Regions from separate parts of the Oryctolagus cuniculus genome. Here region 2 is linked to region 1. A link is a contact called in public Hi-C data. All regions are on one chromosome and are shown on one strand. Each heading gives the region's core, a stretch centred on a gene start, on an enhancer-like site or on the middle of the called end of the contact. The rest is flanking DNA. Distances are from core to core; before and after follow the strand shown. Region 1 holds the start of LRCH1 (leucine rich repeats and calponin homology domain containing 1). Region 2 overlaps LRCH1 (leucine rich repeats and calponin homology domain containing 1).

The links. Hi-C and Micro-C count contacts between places; a contact is called where the count stands out from the background.
Region 2: a contact with region 1 is called in a Hi-C map of an unstated tissue, with 2.1 times the contacts expected there. The contact joins the enhancer-like site here to the promoter of LRCH1 in region 1. A contact is called at or near these places in 2 of 6 Hi-C or Micro-C datasets (ear pinna and an unstated tissue).

The regions. Positions count from the first base shown.
Region 1 is chr9:65,528,428-65,532,988 of mOryCun1.1, forward strand. It overlaps LRCH1 (leucine rich repeats and calponin homology domain containing 1), which reads left to right and starts at 2,776. Exons shown (of 19, transcript XM_051832282.2): 1 at 2,776-3,336. The coding sequence starts at 3,021.
Region 2 is chr9:65,577,812-65,582,372 of mOryCun1.1, forward strand. The region is part of intron 1 of LRCH1 (leucine rich repeats and calponin homology domain containing 1); the gene reads left to right. Among named protein-coding and RNA genes, the nearest start is that of LRCH1, 49 kb to the left of the region's middle. Within about 2 kb of position 2,655, at least 2 of the 8 cell types and tissues checked have an H3K27ac peak or open chromatin away from gene starts, as enhancers often do.

The sequences.
Region 1 (4,561 bases), core at 1,526-4,025:
GACTCTTGCTCCTTTTTAGGAAAGAGGAAACCAAAGCAGAGCACTTAGAGAATACAGAGGCAGAGAGATTGCACGATATCCTGGCTCTGCCTGCCTTGGGGCTCCAATGTCTGCTCCTGTTCGACCACCGTCTCCATGTGGTTTTGTCTAAATTTTCAGTTGAGAACCGTGGATGACGGTTCCTTGTGCCAGCCTCCTCTTGCCCTCTTGGCATTGACTGCAGAGGACAGCCAGGACCAGGAAGAAGAGACACAGCTGACCACACCCAGCCCTCAGCCAATGATCTGGGGGTCCCACCCTGGGAGAATTCTTGGTGATTTTCAGAGGAGGCATAGCCGAATGAGTATCTCCAAATTTGTCTCTCATTCTTGGTAAGTTTAGTTCTTAGAAGTCTGTCCACATCTCCATTTCTCATTTCAAGCAAGCGTAAAAGCTGGGTCTTCAGTGTGGTTGGATTTATACGCTGGTGTCTTTTCTTAGAACAAGAAGAATTTTTAAAAATGAGGATTTTTTTGGTACTATTTGTTGAAGAAATTGATCACTTTTTTCTCCTGCCAGTCATCCTTTTGAGCTGAAAATATCTCTACTTTCCTCCCTTTCTGAATAATTTCAGTATGCCAATTCATAAATGATTGACAGCTATAAAAGAACATGAAAAAGTATCTGGCGCCCTCATCCAAATGCTTTGTAAAAGATTATCAGACTGTCTAAAAATAGGGCTATGGGGAAAATAAGGAGAGTAAAGACGAAGATGGGGTCAATATGTTAATTAGGGCTCTGGGACGCATTCACAGGAAATCAAATGAAATGGACTCAGCAACAAGCAGAATGTATTACAAATACACTGAATAGCTCCCGGAGGTAAAAAGAGGGAATCAGACACAGACACAGTCACGTCGCAGGGCTTGCACAGTCAGGACGCCCCGTGGTTTGGTCAGAACTCCACTTCGGGCCTGCTTTCGGAAGTAAACAGGGTATTAAACCAACCAGAAATGTCCATCTTACCAAAGAAGTAGTGGAGAAGCAAGACAGCCGGGGAAATGGCTCGTCAAGTTTCCTAAGCATTTAGAGAGAAGGCAGATCCGCTTTCAGGGTCAAGTGCTCTCCTGCATCCTAAGGAAAAACTTCTTCGTTCAGGGAAATGATCGGAAACTTCCAACAAGCAGTAACTTGCTGAACACATGGCCTAACTAACGTGCAATGCTTAATCACCAACACTCACTGCGCACAGAGTACTTCCCTGGGCTCCGGGTTATGGGGGTGGGGGGGGAGTTGAAAAAATGGGCACTGGGTCTGCCTCAAGGATTTTACACTTTAGTAATCTGTAGAATGGGAAACAAACTGCAGTACTAGGTCAGTCTATCATAAGGACCCATCGTGAACTCATATTCTCATCATTTTCTCTACTCAGATAATTGGTAGTCTTTAAAAAAAAAAAAACAAAAAACCTTTGCTGTGTGTGATACCACAATTCTTGGACTAAGTTTGCAGGCAGTGGGAAGGTGGCTCCACCCACATCCTGGACACTCATCACATCCCTCTGGTTTCCGCGAAGATTTTGAACTGCAGTTTTTTTCTGTGCTTATCTATGTTGTTCACTTGGCTTTTTAAGGAGAGGAGGAGGTAGGTTAATTTTCACGTCGTGTAAAAGTACTCTCATATATTATTATTACTAGTTTTGAAGTCTGATTTGTGTCCTTGGCGTGAGAGAGGAGGTTTCGGGGGCGGGGGGGGGGGGAAATACCGGCAGGTGGCGCTGGTCTCCTCCCAGCAATGAAAATGTTTTGCTCGCTGCCAAGAATCCCGTAGGATTTAAGGGCGACTATGCGTAGTCCTTGCAGGGGACGTAGCTCCTGCCACACTGAAGCGCCGGGTCCATGCAGTCATACGTTCCGGCCTGTTGCTCCAGCCACGCTTCGGCACCACAGCTTGTAGACCCGCTCCCCCGCTCCAGTTTGTGTGCTTGACCGCCCCCAGCCTCATTTCCCCAAGCCAAATCACCGACAGAAGTGCCAGCCTCGGCCTGGGTGCTCTCCGCCGGGTGTCGGAAGGCAGAACGCGAGTTCCGGTGCGCCGCAGGGCGCACGGAGGAGGCGAGGCGTTCTGATTTCTCGGGGCCCCGCCAATCCCGGGGCTCCGGTTCCCGCGAACGACACAGTGTCCTGTCCACCCTGCAAACGACCTGCATGCTCAAGGTCCCGCGTCTATACCGCAACTCTCTCCTGTCACTCGGCACCAAGCATTTCGTTGTTGGCGCCGGAGCGGGGCCGCGGGCATATGCTCAATAAGAGGGCGCGAACCGAAGTCCCAGGGCTACCAGTTCGAATCCAGCTGCCCCTCTGCCCCAGCGAAGTTCCTTAACTTGCTCTGTACACCGAGAGGAGCAATTTTTCCGCCCACGGGTTGCTGGATTAACGCAACAGCTATACACTCCTAAGCAGTGTAGCCAAATCAGACGAGCCTCAACGCCGGGGGTGCCCGTTGAGCTGTACCTAATCTACAAAACCCGGGGAACTGGGGTTCAGAGAGGATTCTTCCCCCTCGCCGCGACCGCATCCACTAATTACCTCCCCCCTCAACTAAAGAATCTGGTGTCCCCCCCAAACCTGATGGGCCCCTAACTGTAAGCCTCCCCCGAGCACACGTGCAGCTCCCACGGACCCCGACCGCGAGCCGTGCGTGCAGGAAGGCTCGGGGCAGCGCGGGCCGCGCGCGGGGAAGGAGGCGGAGGGAGCAGGCGGCGGAGGAGGGCGCAGGGGAGGAGGAGGAGGAGGAGACACATGCGCGCTGCCGCCGCCGCCGCAGCACTCCGCGGCTGCCCGGGGACAGGAAACCTTCAAGACTGAGCCGCCGCGGCCGCCTCCCGTCCGCCCCCAGCCGCGCGCCTGCCCGCAGCCTGCTCGCCTGCTGCCGGCGTCTCTCCGTGGAGCACCCTAGGGACTCGGCAGCGGCTGCCGAGGGGAAAAGCTGCGACCCCCCCCGCAGGAGCGGCGGGGCGGGGTGGGGGGGCGCGGGCGAAGATGGCGACGCCGGCAAGCGAACCCCAACCTTTCGTCCCTGCCCTCTCGGCGGCTAGCCTGCACCCTCATCATCACCCTCACCACCACCACCACCATCACCACCACCACCACGGGAGCACCGGGGCTGGCGGCGGGACTGGCGGCGGCGGCGGCGGCGGCGGCAGCGGGGGCTTCAACCTGCCCTTGAACCGGGGTCTGGAGCGCGCGCTGGAGGAGGCGGTCCACTCCGGGGGCTTGAACCTCAGTGCCAGGAAACTGAAGGAATTTCCCAGGACCGCGGCCCCCGGCCACGACCTCTCGGACACGGTGCAGGCAGGTGAGCGAGGGCCCCGGGGGCAGGCGGTGGGTGTGGATGTCGGTGCGGCTGGCTGTCGCGCCTGCCCGGACGCGGTGACCAGTCAGATCTGGCCTCGCCGGGGGTCCGCTCGCAGAAGCTCTCCCGAGTGGGCGCGGGAGAAGCGGGCTCGGGAAGATCGGGGTGCGCCGGCAAGCGCGCGGGTCCCCTGCTCCCCACCCCGCGGCGGCGCAGAGGGAAGTGGCCGCGCGGGGCTGGGACTTCCAGGCGGTCGCTGTGCGCCCCGTGAAAGTGGGAGGTTGCAGGCGGCCGCGTTCGCGCCTGCAACCGGGTCAAACCCCCTTTGCAGGTTGGCTTCGCTGGGGTCCGGATGGGGAAACCAGACAAAGGTGGCGCGCCCCGGACGACCCGAGGGCATCGGCGCCGCGCCGCGGGGTCCCCCCTTGGGTGCCACCGGGTGCCGGCTTCGAGGAGGTGCCCAGGCGCCGGTCTGCATCCGCCTCGGCCGCCGCTTCGGAGGCGATCGGTTCCTTCTTGCCGTGCCTTTAGTTCACCGCCCACACGGTGTGGTTCCTCGGAGGGAGGCTGCCCGGTGCCCAGTAACTCGAGCTCTGCGGGGGCCCTGGGAGGCAAAGCGTAGCCTATTAAAAGAAAAGTAATTAAAGCGAGCCGGTTTTCCTGCGTGAGCCCGGCAAGTTGTAACTCGCGCCAATAGGCAGCCAGCGTTTTTCAAGTTATGTCATGTGTTGACATATTTCTGAGACGTCTGCTTTCTCTTTGGTGGCTAGGGTTGGTTGTAGGAGCGGGATCCATAAACAGGAAGGCGGGTGGTGGGCTGGGGCTGGGGCCGGGGCCTTGGGATCTGGGCAGAACTGACTTGTTGGTTTCTGACTGTGCCGTCTGGTTCAGCTCCCTGGACTGGGAGCTGGGTGTGGTTGCCTCCTGGCAAGCACCCAACATTTCCCAAGGCGGTGGGTGCCCCTCTGTGAGTCACTGTCATCGCAGACCCGGAGTCGGTTCCCTGGGATCCTTAGCAGTTTAAGATCTCCCAGTTTCCATTTGAAAGGGAGAAGGCAGTGAGGCCAGGGTGCCGGCAGTTGGGTTTTTGGAAGGCAGTTTGCCAGCACCCTTTCCTTTCTTTTAATTCAATAAACATTTATTCGGAACCCTAATGAATACTGAGACAGGGTTCTGAGTTCACTGGAGGCAGAGAGCACTGGCCCTCCGGGGTCATTCAACTTTGTCA
Region 2 (4,561 bases), core at 1,405-3,904, 49 kb after region 1:
TGTGAGAGACCGGAAAGAAACTCCTGGCTCCTGGCTTAGGCTTGGCCCAGCCCTGGCTATTGCAGCCATTTGGGGAGGGAACCAGTGGATGGAAGATCTGCCCCCACCCCCGTCTCTACCTCTCTCTGTAACTCTACCTTTCAAATAAGTAAAATAAATGTTAAAAAGAAAACACACAGCCCCTAAGTGGCAGAGTTGGCCAGGCACTCTGACTCCAGAAAACAAATTAACATATTCGTTGTCTTTTCAGTTTTCTTACTTATCTTGTAACAGTTTGCAACTGAATCCCTCTTTAATTTCAGAGAAAAAAAGTGGAAAAGCACATATTTCACAACTGAGCAAAATAAATGTAGAGTACAAAAGTTCCCAAGCTAATGATGAATTGTTTAAAAAACCTGATGATGTTTTCAAGAAAATTGCTATGGGACAGGTGCGGATTCTTTGTTTTCTGACAAGTGCTGCTGTCTTAAAAAACTTCAGTGAAAGGATCCTTGCAAAATAATAAATGACTTTTTGGATCTTCCTGGATTGTTTTGATCTCCCTCTGCGGCCTCTGGTCACTGTCCCTTGAACACATGACGCTGTCTTGGTGAGGTGGAGAACCAAAGGGGCTGGGGAGCTGGACGTGGGGAGAGCAGACGTTCAGCTCATCTCTCCCAGTAGAGTTTAAGATTTAAAGTTGCTCGGGTTGACTGGGCTAAGTCAGCCCTGTGACTTCGTAAGCGACGGCCTCATTTAGCATTGGTAAATAAAATTACCCGCTGCACAGTATGGAAAAGAAAAGCACCTCAATTTTCCTTCCTTCCTTCCTTCCTTCCTTCCTTCCTTCCTTCCTTCCTTCCTTCCTTCCTTCCTTCCTTCCTTCCTTCCTTCCTTCCTTCCTTCCTTCCTTCCTTCCTTCCTTCCTTCCTTCCTTCCTTCCTTCCTTCCTTCCTTCCTTCCTTCCTTCCTTCCTTCCTTCCTTCCTTCCTTCCTTCCTTCCTTCCTTCCTTCCTTCCTTCCTTCCTTCCTTCCTTCCTTCCTTCCTTCCTTCCTTCCTTCCTTCCTTCCTTCCTTCCTTCCTTCCTTCCTTCCTTCCTTCCTTCCTTCCTTCCTTCCTTCCTTCCTTCCTTCCTTCCTTCCTTCCTTCACAGGCAGAGTTAGGCAGTGAGAGAGAGACAGAGAGAAAGGTCTTCCTTCCATTGGTTCACCCCCCAAATGGCCGCTACTGCCAGTGCTGCGCCGATCCAAAGCCAGGAGCGAGGTGCTTCCTCCTGCTCTCCCATGTGGGTGCAGGGCCCAAGGACCTGGGCCATCCTCCACTGCCTTCCCGGGCCACAGCAGAGAGCTGGACTGGAAGAGGAGCAACCGGGACAGAATCCGGCGCCCCAACCCAGACTCGAACCAGGGGTGCGGGTGCTGCAGGCGGAGGATTAGCCTAGTGAGCCGCAGCACCAGCCTGCACCTCAATTTTCAAGTGTATGGGTAGTGCCTCCTGAAATGAAAACATTCTGGCTCTGACACGTGGGGACTGTCTCGGGAGGCAGGAACCAGCGTGTTCTTATTTATTTATTTGAAAGTCAGAATTACAGAGAGAGAGAGAGAGAGAGAGATCTTTCATCCAGGGATTCATTCCCCAAATGGCTGCAATGGCTTGGACTGGGCCAGGATGAAGCCAGGAGCCAGGAGCTTCTTCTGGATCTCCCACTCGGGGCCATCTTCCACTGCTTTCCCACACACATTAGTAGGGAGCTGGATTGGAAGTGGAGCAGCCAGGACTCTAACTGGCGCCCACATGGGCTTAACCCTCTGTGCCACAGCGCCACCCCATGAGAGCATTCTCTGCAAAGACTTGATTGTTTCTCTTTTAGGTGATGCAAGGGTCTGTGTCTGTGAAGCGAGTCTCATGAGTAGATTTTTATCTAAGCCACATTCACACCCTTGAATATCGGTACTGAGACCGTCTGTGACCTTCCACGGTCTGTATTACGTATGCTGAGTCTACCGTATGTATTTTACTAACCCTCCTTGTGATGGTCGTACCCAGGTTTACTTTTTGCCCTGGGCACTCTCAGCCTAAAAGTCCTGGTCATTTATAGGCGTGTTCTCTCACCCCTGTAGACCACAATCTGTATCTCTGTGGCAGACTTGATTGAGCTGCATGTAGGTGACTCGTTTTCTGCCCCCACCCTGACCCCGGGAGCTAAGGGCAGGTGAAGATCTGATGCTTGGCTGTTGGCAGGTAGCACGGCTCTCCGAGGGAGCTGCCTGTAAGCCTGGCCTACTCCGACGTCCTCATCGCTGGTGTGGCAGAGCGGCTCTGCATGTCCACGATGCTTTCGGAGTCTTTTCTGGGTTGTTGGATAGGGACATACAATTTATATCCGTGTCGGCCTCTTCCCGGAGGACCTGAGATAGATAGATAGATAGATAGATAGATAGATAGATAGATAGATAGATAGAAACTAGCAGCCGTGGCGCTCTGAGCTTTGTTAGCGAAGCTGTTCCCGCAGGCACAGGCGGCTGGGACTGAAGCTGCATCTGCACTCGAGACTTGCGCATACCTTTCTGTTTGAACTGTCATCTTAGATTTCGTTTGTCTACAGTTGTGAACTCCGAAGAGGAAGATGGGTTCCAGCTATGAGTCAGTGTGAGTTCAGATGTCACAGTTCTACATTTCTGGAGCGTTTGCACCTGACAGGAACAGACTCATGGAAAGAGAGAGAACAGGAAGGGCCCTGGGCACATGTGAGTTGGCCCAGACGTGGAATCTGCTGGCGACTAGCATGGCGTCAAGCCAGCCTTAGGAAGCTCAGCACACGGCCCAGCGTTGTCTCTGACCACTCAGTGTAAGGTGGGAAGTAAATATGGACTTCCAATGGATCTTTAATCATATTAGTCATTTTAATGAAGACTTAAAAGCCTTTTCTTTTTTTATGGATTTATTTATTTGAAAGAGAGAGCTGGTTGTGGGGAGGGTTGGGCAGAGAGAGGAGGAGAGAGACAGAAAGAGAAAGAGAGAAAGATCTTCCATCTGCTGGTTCACTCCCCAGATGGCCACAACGTCCAGGGCTGGGTCAAACCAAAGCCAGGAGCCAGGAGCTTCTTCCAGGTCTCCCATGTGGGTGCAGGGGCCCAGAGACTTGGGCCGTCTTCTGCTGCTTTTCCCAGGCCATGAGCTGGGAGCTGGGTTGGAAGTGGAGCAGTGGTGACTTGCGGTGTCTCAAGCAGCAGCTTTGCCCACTGTGCCACAATGCCAGTCCCTTGCAAACGTTTTCAGTTGTAATATACCAGCCAGGCTTTTCAAAGAGCATTCCGTTTTGAGACTTCTAAAAAGCAGAAGTTTCCGAGAGCGGTGACTTCCTACTTTCGTATCACAGGAAAGGAGGAGGAGCTGAGCATGGGAAGCTTGCCCTGGGGGAGGGAGTTAGGGTTCTTAGCTGTCCTTGACAAGAGAGTTGCACTTGCTGTAGGTGAACGCTTCAGCCCCGAGGGAGTGCTGTGATCCCGTGGAACTCCCGGGACCCTGGGGACCACGGCTGTCCCTCCTCTCCAGCCTCGTGGAGGCGGTGTGATGTGGTGCCATCTGGCAGGGACTGTAAATCGAAGGCTGTGCTTCTCCAAAAGTCATTAGTTATTTTACAAGGATCCTGTGTGTGTTACAGTATCTGTGCCAGATGTTTCCATCTTTACAGTGTATGACACTTGGTGTTGCCCTGAGTAGCAAACTGAAAAAAAAATTGGGCATTTATCCAGTCTTGAATTTTATCTTAAGCACATGTATGGAAATGACACGGAGATCTCATGAACAGAGATCTTGTTGTTGGACTGTAAAAGGATGTCCATGAATTAACTTGGAGTAACAATCAGATGAGACGCTAAAGGCATTCATAGACAAAGGGAGTGATTTTGAGGAAGTGCCTTCTGGAGGCTGTGGGAAATCCCAGCCTGGGGGGATGAGCAGCCTGGGACTGGATCAGAGTCCTGCAGATGTGGTGGTAGAGGCTGGTGGTCCACACTGCTGGGCCTGTAGCCGTGGGCCGTTGGCCCCGCACTCTACCTGCTATACTTGGTGCCCCGGGGAACATAGCCTCCGCCCCTTGCAGGCAGTGACTGGTGCACAATGTGTGTGCAGCTCAGACAACTTGAATTTTCAAATGACCTTTTCCAAGGGTCACCACTGTTGGTTGGGTAGACTTCATAGTGTTACTGTTACTGTACATTTAGAAAATTCTAGGTGCATTTCAAGATGGTTAATACAGTCGATCCTTGGTACTCAAGGATTCTGTATTCGTGAAGTTGTCAACTTGTTAAAATTTATTTGTGACCCTCAGATCAGCACTTGGGGGACTTTTGTCATCATTGACAGACACACAGAGGGCAACAAGAATTTGAGTAGCTCAGGGTGCACATAGGCAGCTGAGGTTGAACAAAGCGACACTGCCTTCTTGTTTTATCGCTCCGACTGTGTACTCGTGTCCTTGTTGCAGTCTGCTTGGTGACCGGCTTTTTGTATTTTCATACTTCTCCTTTGTGATTTTATGGCTGAAAATGGCTTCTGAGCCCAAGCCCAAAAGGCTGT